Linked DNA regions of Mus musculus: regions 1 and 3 are each linked to region 2. Evidence: chromatin contacts called from public ChIA-PET and promoter capture Hi-C data. All regions are on one chromosome and are shown on one strand. Each heading gives the region's core, a stretch centred on a gene start, on an enhancer-like site or on the middle of the called end of the contact. The rest is flanking DNA. Distances are from core to core; before and after follow the strand shown.

The links. Promoter capture Hi-C pulls out the DNA fragments that hold promoters and counts their contacts. ChIA-PET counts read pairs in DNA pulled down with a chosen protein or histone mark.
Region 1: a promoter capture Hi-C map of pre-B cells shows a contact between it and region 2, with 4 times the contacts expected there. The contact joins the promoter of 4930407I02Rik here to the promoter of C2cd5 in region 2. A contact is called at or near these places in 5 of 39 promoter capture datasets (embryonic stem cells, liver, pre-B cells and 1 more).
Region 3: an RNA polymerase II ChIA-PET map of memory CD8 T cells shows a contact between it and region 2, with 62 read pairs. The contact joins the enhancer-like site here to the promoter of C2cd5 in region 2. A contact is called at or near these places in 2 of 39 promoter capture datasets (the HPC-7 cell line and pre-B cells), 1 of 484 Hi-C or Micro-C datasets (embryonic stem cells), 3 of 115 datasets of contacts at active chromatin or transcription factors (effector CD8 T cells, embryonic stem cells and memory CD8 T cells) and 1 of 9 other capture datasets (embryonic stem cells).

Annotation. Positions count from the first base shown.
Region 1 is chr6:143,259,154-143,262,153 of GRCm38.p6, forward strand. 4930407I02Rik (a long non-coding RNA gene) reads right to left here and starts at 1,474. Exons shown (of 3, transcript XR_869574.1): 1 at 1,179-1,474. The region is part of intron 3 of D6Ertd474e (DNA segment, Chr 6, ERATO Doi 474, expressed); the gene reads left to right.
Region 2 is chr6:143,098,818-143,101,909 of GRCm38.p6, forward strand. It overlaps C2cd5 (C2 calcium-dependent domain containing 5), which reads right to left and starts at 1,335. Exons shown (of 29, transcript NM_001362113.1): 1 at 1,116-1,335; 2 at 861-979. The coding sequence starts at 950.
Region 3 is chr6:142,866,311-142,869,494 of GRCm38.p6, forward strand. St8sia1 (ST8 alpha-N-acetyl-neuraminide alpha-2,8-sialyltransferase 1) reads right to left here. Exons shown (of 5, transcript NM_011374.2): 4 at 1,544-1,636. Among named protein-coding and RNA genes, the nearest start is that of Gm7457, 54 kb to the left of the region's middle. Within about 2 kb of position 1,416, at least 160 of the 459 cell types and tissues checked have an H3K27ac peak or open chromatin away from gene starts, as enhancers often do. A contact at or near this core is called in the HPC-7 cell line, effector CD8 T cells and memory CD8 T cells, where this site is marked.

The sequences.
Region 1 (3,000 bases), core at 224-2,723, 160 kb after region 2:
ACAAGATACCAGCTTGGGTTTATCAGGCAGAACAGGAGCGCTCCTTGTGCTAAACAGACAGGCACCAAGGAAAAGAGAGAACCCGAGAGACGAGGCTAAAAAAGCTTGGGAGCTATTTAATTCATCCTAGGACAAAAATCTAACGCTCCCCAGCGACGCGAGTGGAGCCGCATTTAAGAAAGGCAGCCTGGTGTAGAATAATGATGGAGTAAGTAAATGACATGGAACTATGACGGATTCTAAACCCAACTGGAAAATCGAGAAAGAGAACCAAGTGCCGTGCAGAATGACAACTTGACAATACCCCGGAGCAGCAGGCCACATCCTGACACAGTTACCCGTCCCTGTCCCTGTGCCGGGGGCGGGCATTGGTGTCTGGGCTCTCTGTTGGAACAGTGTGGCTTTGTGGCCCATTTTCCCACCCCTTTGTCCCTTACTTAGACTGGCTGGCTTTTGCGGCTCTTCGGCAGGATCCTAGCAGCCCCATACGGGGTAGACAGAACCTGGAGGTCGGCTGTGTTAATATGTCTTTCTAATTGAAGACGAGATTAAAAAAAAAAAAAGGAATTACTAATGCCAAAGCCATTTATGAAATTCTACAACAGGGAAAAGCCCCCGAAAAAGAAACAGATTCCTAAACCTAGGCGAGGTGTCAAAATTTAAGATTATTTTATCCTCCTGTATGCAGAGTCGCAGGAAAAAAAAAAACAACAAAAAAACAAAACAGCGGGCGGTCCAAGTACATCAATCAGAGGAGACAGCACATTCTAGACTGGGAATATAATTAAGTAGAAGATATAAAAATAGGATTTCCCAACCTGGCAAGTGGAAACATAAACCAACTGGCAGAGGAAGGGCGAGAGGAGGGTCCCACTCCCATGGAGTAACTATGGAGAAGGGAGAGCAAACAGGAAATAGACAGCAACCGGTGAAGGGGGAGAGGGCGGGAGGGAGCCGGGAAGCTATTAAGTGTGAGGGAGGGTGAATGTGCCAAGACCTGATTTTAGCCTCCAGTTAGCGAATTCGGGGGTGAAGATACTGTCACATTTTGTGAAATACTGATACACCATCCTGTGGAGAACTGATTTGATACATTTAGCCGCAAACTGAGTTAGTCTCTTTGCTCAACAGAAAACAAAGCGCAATTACATCTTGAAAACAAACATTTTTTACTTTACCGGCACCGTGGGTCAGGAATGGGAATAAGTCGCTTTCCAGTCAGAGGCAGGAGACCGCAATACAGGGCCTGCTTCTAAAGGCACCTGTGGTCCACACTGAGGAGCGCTTTACTGATGGGACTAATTGGATCGTGTTTCCTCCCTCCCTTACTCAAAACTCATTAGACAAAAGAATAAAGCTAGACACATGCCCTACCTTCCTTAAGAGGGGCCGCGAGAAAGTGAAAAAAAAAAAGCTGCTTAATAAAATATAACAAAATTGTTTCCCTTTTATTTCTCCACCATAACAAGTGCAGTTCTGGGAGGAGGGTGGGGGAAGACTTCTCTCAGCTGGGCTAGCGCTAAAGCGCCTTTTCTTATTCCTTACGCTCTACTTAAAAGCTATCAATTTAGACCTGTCCTATGTATTGCCCCGTGAATGGAACAAGGCTTTGCGGTCTTTAATTAAGGGTGAAAAACTCTTTGAACATCTCCGCGTTCCTGTGTTCATGTGTGGAAGGCCTGGTGTAACAAAAGAATTTAATCAAACTACAAGCCTAATAAAGACTACATTGCCTGAACTAAATGCTGAGATTGTGGTCGGAACTCTGAGTTTTACATTTAAAAAAGCGGGTCAGAGCGTTCATTCATCTTGATTAGCGATGCCAACCTAATTACTTCTGGAGGAAACAGTAATTAGCTGGAGTCTCACCTCATTAATCATGACATTCTTGTAGAAGACTATTTTTATCTGATAAATGCCTGGGATTGGAACAAGGTGTATATTTGAATTCTGGTTAATTGTACACAGCTTGCTGCATTGCATTTTGCGTTTTTAATCGTTTAACCACTTCCTTGCTGCGGGCCTCTGGAGGACCATGAGCTGCTGACTTCCATCCTTGTGGTGAATTTTTTTTTTTTTTTAAATCTGACTTAATGAGAGAGTTGGTTCTTGTTAGCAAACAGATCACAGGTTGTGTCCCAGGGACTTGGAGGACAGGATGAAAACAAAGCTAGGATGTGTAGATGAAGTCGCTCAGACTTGGTGGGACAGACACAGGGTTTCTGTGGATTGGATATGTAGATGAAGTCGTTCAGACTCGGTGGGACAGACACAGGGTTTCTGTGAAGGATTCAAGATGAATGAGGCCATTGTGTAACCCACGAAGCGGCTTGCATATGACCAGTTCTGACTACAGACTTGCAGCACACAGCAGGGAATCTTAATATGTTGAGTCGGCTCCTTTGAGCCTCTTACCTGGAGCTGACCCTAACACAGGGGTCATAGTTGGAAGGCAGCCTTGACTCAGTTGTATCTAGAGTCACTTTGCCTGCGGCCCCGTGGGTTCTAACTGCTTTACCCTGTACCAGAGTTTCTAGGACTAAGTAGTCACTCAGGTTAATAAATTGGTTGTTTCCTTCTGGCTCCTTTCTGGTTCACAACTCCTTCAGTAACTCTCTAAAGGAGCGCCAGTGAATACAGACAGAGCCCTCAAATCACGGCTTACAACCATGTAAGAGGTTTGCCTACAGCACATCCTGATGTCAGAGTGGGGGCTGCATGAGTCGCTCCTGCCCGGTGTCAGTCAGTTCCCTGAGCTTACATGGCTGGTACGGAAACAGACATCTAGAGTCTTCAGGGATGACTATCAGGCTCAAGAGACTGATGTATGATATAATGTTAATTGGACCCGGTGAGATGGCTTCGTGGATAAAGTCAGGCTTGATGACAGGACTTTAGTCGCTGGAACCGACTTAAAAGTGGGAGGGGAGAACTGACCCCGAGAAGTTCCCTTCTGAGGGTGTGGCAGAGAGACCTGCACAGAGCACGTGTACACATACC
Region 2 (3,092 bases), core at 85-2,584:
AGGAGCAAACTGCTTTGGGTTTTGTTTTTTGTTTTTTGTTTTTTTTTTTGGGGGGGGGGGGTTAGTTTGGTTTGTGTTTGTTTGTTTCAATAAAAGATGAAGTTGAACTCAACAAATGCCATAAAAATAAATAAAATAAAAAATACAGTGAATTGCAGTTAATTAGGTTCTGGAACGTTTAAGAATATATTGAGTATAAGTATACTGTCATATGTCTTTGAACCCTAAGCATTAATAGCCCAAATGATTATTGCTCTAATGGTCTGCCTCATTATGTCAACTTTTATTACAATTTCTCCTTGGCTTCTTTCAGGTTGTGAGTTATTAACTTCCGGACAGTAGGCCTGTGCTAATTTGCATGACTTTTAAACTAATCATTAGACTTAAAGAGCAATTTTGCAATTGAAACCCATGGCACTTAATTGACTTCCTACCTCGAGGCAATAAATTACCCTGAAACAGCTCACCTCCCTACCAGTCTACACAAGGGCAGCTTTAGTGCTGCTGTTGTGTGTGACTTGCACTGATGATTCAGACGGTGTTGGGGTACGGGTTGGATGTAGTCGCACCGTGGGGCTGTGGGTGTCCCCAGAGGGCTGGCTGCGTGGACTTGCTGCAGCAATGGCCCTTAACCTCCTAACCGCAAACGAGGTCGTGGCGAGCGTCTCCGCTGCCACGCCTCGGACCGGCAGGTGGTCGGACCGACGCCCTGACCGCGAGCTTGGCAGCGGGACGTGTCCAGGACCGATGGCCACATCTCACGGGCTGGGGGCGGGCGGGCATCCCTCCACGGAGCCGGGGACCGCGGGAAGGGCAGGGCTCGGCGCCCCGTGCTCTGGGGGGCAGGACCAGGAACCAACCTCCACGAAGGCATCCGTCAGGTCACTGGCACGGTCCATCACCGGCAAATGGCGACCGGCCACAATTTTCACCTTCAGCTTCCCCGGCATCACGGCGGCTTCGGCCTCTCCTAGGATTCCTGCAGAAACAAACAAGCGAGTCTGCGCCGAGCGAGCGAGCGAGCGCGAGCCCGGGGGGGGGGGGCGCGGGGGCGCGCGGAGAGGCGTCGGGAGCGCGCGCCAACTGACAGCGGAGGGCGCGCGCGCCGCACTCACGCTCTGAGCAGGAACCGAGTCGTCCCGCGCGGCCACCGAGGCCTCATTCCGGAGAAGCAGCCGGAGGAAGGGCGCCGGCCAGCCGTGCTGCCCTACCCCTGACGTGCTGCAGAGAGCCGCCAAGTCCAGTCAGCATCCCGCAAAGCAGGCACCGCGCCCACCCACCTTTCTCCTCCCACCTTCCAAAAATGGCGGCTCGAGGGGCGGGAGCGATCGATCTCTCGGTGCTCTGCCCTGCGGCGGGGCCGATTTGAATTCGCGGGGCCATGGGAGAGGGGCGGGGCTGAGCTGGAGAGCAGGGGAACCGGTCGAGCCCTGCATCATCTACCCAGCCTCGGGTCGGTTAGGTGCAGGAGCCGTGCTGAGGACACGCTCCAGCGCTCTGGGCACCCGGCGCTGGTGACAACCCAGCCGCGCTTCATTTTGTTGGCCCTTGGACAGACTGCTGCTGCCAAGCATACTAGAGGAGTCTACTTTTAGTGTTTCCTGAGACGGCCACCAGGAAGGGGTACTGATGCGAGTAGTGGTTTTCTATGAATTTCAGTAAGAATCCTCTGGTTAGAGTCAGGTGTGGGGACGCACACCTGTCAACCCAGAACTTGGAAAGTGGAGGCAGGAGGATTGCATCGAGTTCTTAGCCAGCCTGGGCAACAGACGAAAAGTTTGGCTCAAAAAAGAAAAAAAAAAAAAAAAAAAAAAAAAAAAAAAAAAAAAAAAGGAAAAGGGACAAAAAATTACACACACGCATCTCAGCTAGTGAAAATAAATATTATTTCTTCAAAGACTTATTTCAGTCACAGGCAATTGTACTGTGTACTGGGTTATAGATGGCACTTCACACTTCCTTATGTCAGTGTGAACTTTGTGTGTCAGTGTGAACTTTCTTTTTTGAGGCAACATCTTGCCTGCTGGCCTCTCCTTGGTATGCAGCCCAGGCTGGCTTTGAATGTGGCAGTCTTCCTGGTGTATTGTCACAAGTGCTAAGGTGATGGGTTTGTGCCTGCACATCCAGCTCTCTAAGTATTAAGCATTCACACGCCTAAAGGAAAGGTCTACAGTGCTGGCTAAAAGTCAGCAAGAAACGAACCTCCAGCGGTACATGTAGTCAGTGTGAGAAATGAGCCCGAAGAAGACCTCACTAGGTCTCTGTAAATTGACCCCACTCTAGATACATCATGAGCCTGTCAAAGTGGGGTATTAGATACTGCTTCAGACTATCAGAAAATGATTGGGGTTGAAGCCCACACACAGGATGGAACAAGAGCACTTCCTACACTATGGCAAACCCAGCATTGGCAATACACTCTGTAGTAAATACTGAAATCAACACTGAAAATGCCAGTGGGAAAAAAATCACAGCACTGAATTTATCAGGAATGGAAAATTCCTAAATGAAGATATCAGCATGGTCTTTTTAACTTCAAAAATACTAAAACAGGATAGAAAAATTACTTGAAGTGGTAATGAACCAGAAACGCCCTTTCAAAAAGAGTCCTCCTGAGAAAGGAATTTTGCCCATGGGCAAAACTGAATTCTTCCAAAGAAAATGTCCTGCTCAAAAGAAGAAAAAGAATAAGTAAAAGATACATTGTTGCATACTGTTTGGACTAGAGAAATTTCCATCCTTGTCAGTAACAATAAGATCACAATCTCACATAATTTCCTTGGACCCACCTGTAGCTTTTTCCTAAGCACCTAAACTATCCTTGCTGAATTCAAGGGTCTACTACAAATCAGTCCATGTTCTTTACATTGTTTTCCCCTTCACTGAACCATTTTATTTAATAAACCATTTTTTAATGAAATCTATATCTAAGATTGTTCTCTCTGCATCTTCTCAACTGTTCCTCATCCTGCTTGGCGGTAGTCTTTGCAGTTTTTGGTCTGATGATAAACTCCTTGCTGAGGTAAATGCCCACACGGACATGTGGGCCGCTGGCCTTTTCTGCTGTCAATTGTGGATGACATTTCCTGTAA
Region 3 (3,184 bases), core at 166-2,665, 230 kb before region 2:
AATAAAGAAACCTCAAAGAGAGCCTCGGTTCTCACAGGAGGACATGTTATACCCAAAAACATTCCGAGATTTTGACAACGTCTACATAAAGCATGTAAGAGACCCATCAGGAACCGAAAATCTACAATTTAACTCCTGCTAACAATACTAGGAAAACTGCTAACAATGAAGAAAATGACGGTATCTTAAAAATGATTTTGAAGGCTACATGAAGAAACAAGTTTGAAGCGCACTTGGTCAGACTCGAGGGGGTGCCTGTGTGCTCCCCTTCCTGTCAAATCCTGTGAGTTCACCTGGGCGCTTCCTCAACTAGAGACTGACCCCAATGCTTCCATCATGGCTGCCACGTTTTCTGGAATTAATGCAAAAGAGAATGACTGGCCCAGCTTGAGACCCATGCCATGACAGAGAACCTGACACTCCTGACAGCTTGGCACACCCTGACACTGCTAATGATGCTCTGTTATGCTTGCAGACAGCAGACTAGCATAACTGTCCTCTGAGAGGCTTCACCCAGAAACAGATGCAGAGACCCACAGCCAAACACTAAGCAGAGCTTGTAGAATCCTGTGGAAAAGGGGGAGGAAGGATTGAAGGAGCCAGAGGGGTCAAGGGCACCACAAGAAAATCTACAGAATCAACTAACCTGAGCCCATAGGGGCTCATAGAGACTGGTCTGTCAACCAGAGAGCATGCATGGGATGGACCTAGGCCCTCTGCACATATGTAACAGTCCTGCGGTTGGGTCTTCATGTGGGACTCCTAAAGCAGGAGCGGGGCTATCTCTGGCTACATTGCCTGCTTTTGGATCCCTTTCCCCTAACTGGGCTGTCCTCAATAGAAGAATATGTGCATAATACTCCTGCAACTTGATAGGCCAAGTGTGGTTGACATCCATGGGAGGCCTCTTCTTCTTCTCAAAGAAGGGGAGGGGGGAAAGTCAGGGAGAAGGGGAGGGAGAAGGAAGGGACAGGGAGGAGAAGAGGGATGGGAAGCTAAAATTAGAATGTGAATTAATTAATTAATATTTTTCAAAAAGGATTTTCCACCTGTCAAGGAAGGTCTGACAAAGCAGAACCAATCTATCATCACCACACATTCTTGTACATTCTGAAGACATTGCTGTCTTGATGCATGCGTGTGGTAAATTGGTCATTTCTTTGTTTTTGTTTCAACATGTCAGTTCACAGTGGCTGATCACAAAGTAGGACCAGTGCCAGCGCATGACATAGGAGTAGTAATGAGTGGGCAGGATGCTGTGCTGTGCTCTGAGCAAAATATTCAACCCCCTGTCATTCACGCCACTTCTAGCAGAGAGAAGCCAAACCGCAGAGGAAGCATGAAATACCTAGGATGAGGACGGATGCCTGTAATACTTGCCTGGTTTATTTACGATTCCCTCCTCCATCCTTCCTGCCTGTCCAGATGGCTTCCCTCTTTGTCTGCAGAGAGGCTGAAATATGCTCACTCCCTTTAAGATGCAAATGATGTCGCAAACCTCCCTCTTTGGTTCCCCCCACAAAGAGAAACCAGGGAGTCTTACCTCTGGCGAATTATGCTGGGGTTAGCTGTCACCAACTGAGTTTTGGAACCGACATCTCTGGTGTACTCACTTGACAAGGGAGGCAGGTTGCACCTAGAAAAGCAGAAAGGGATGTTTTAGAATGACTCACACACTTGTAAATCAAGTCTGTGATTAGAACACAAAGAGGGAAGTTGGCTCGATTGATTTACAAGTAACTGTTTTCTTTCCCTTTCCCTTTTCTTGCACTTTAGTGGACGAATTAGCCATTAGCATCATCAAATGTTGGGGGGGGGGTGGCTTGGTTGTTTGGTTTGGTGCTGTTTTTGTTTGTTCTTGGTTTTTTGGTGTGTGTGTGTGTGTGAGTGTGTGTATGTGTGTATGTAAGTGTGTGTATGTGTGTGTGTGTGTGTGTGAGAGTGTGTGTATATGTGTATGTAAGTGTGTGTATGTGTGTGTGTGTGTGAGAGTGTATGTGTGTATGTAAGTGTGTGTATATGTGTATGTAAGTGTGTGTGTGTGTGAGAGTGTGTGTATGTGTGTATGTAAGTGTGTGTATATGTGTATGTAAGTGTGTGTGAGTGTGTGTATGTGTGTATGTAAGTGTGTGTATATATGTATGTAAGTGTGTGTGTGAGAGTGTGTGTATGTGTGTATGTAAGTGTGTGTATATGTGTATGTAAGTGTGTGTGTGTGTGTGTGTGTGTGTTGTGTGCATGCACACTGTTTTAGAAGAAGTGACAGAAGTAGCTGATCTACCAAAAGAAAGGAATGTATCTGTTTTGTTGTTTTTAAAGTGTGGTGTCATACACCTGCAATCCTACAGTTGCGAGGTAGAGACAAGAGGGTAACGGTTCACACGCAACCTTAATTTCATAGTGAATTTGAGGTTATCCTGGGCTACATGAAACCTTGTGTCATAAATAAATAAGTAAGTAAATAAATAAGTAAATAAATAAATAAATAAATAAATAAATGTGTGCTTGAGAAATGGCTCAGCTCTTAGGAGTGTTAACTGCTCTTGCAACAGACCAGGACTCAGTACCCACGTGGCACCCCATAATATAAATATAAATCCAACTCCAGGACATCCAATGCCCTCTTCTGGTTTCTGCTGGCACCCATACACATGTGATGCTTATAAACTCACACAGACATATGCAAATTCACACAAAATAAATCTTTATAAGTAATGAAAAAAAAAAAAGAAACAGCACTTGAAGCGGCAGGACAGAGTATGTTAAATTTGACGTGAGGGCTCAGGAGGTAGAGGGCTTATGTCACTACCCACAAGCTCTACACATAAACACTGATGAATTATGCTGCTCACCCATGGTTTTCTTTATTTTCCAAATATTAACATTATAGCAGCACTTTCTGGGCCACGTATGTCAGCTAACCTAACTCATGAATATTTTGTGTATGTAGCCAAGGGATAGGTTGGTTAGGGTGATGACACAAGGGCTCATTACCCAACAAACTGTGAGAGCAGTGTGTGTGTGTGTACACTAGCACACATGTGCATGTACATGAATATACACAAGTGCACACATGTGGGAACAGAAGCCAACATTAACTGTCTTCCTCTGTCACTTTCCACCTTATTTTTTGAGGCAAAGTCCCTCACTGAACTTGCAGTTCACTGATTGGCTGTACCGCCTG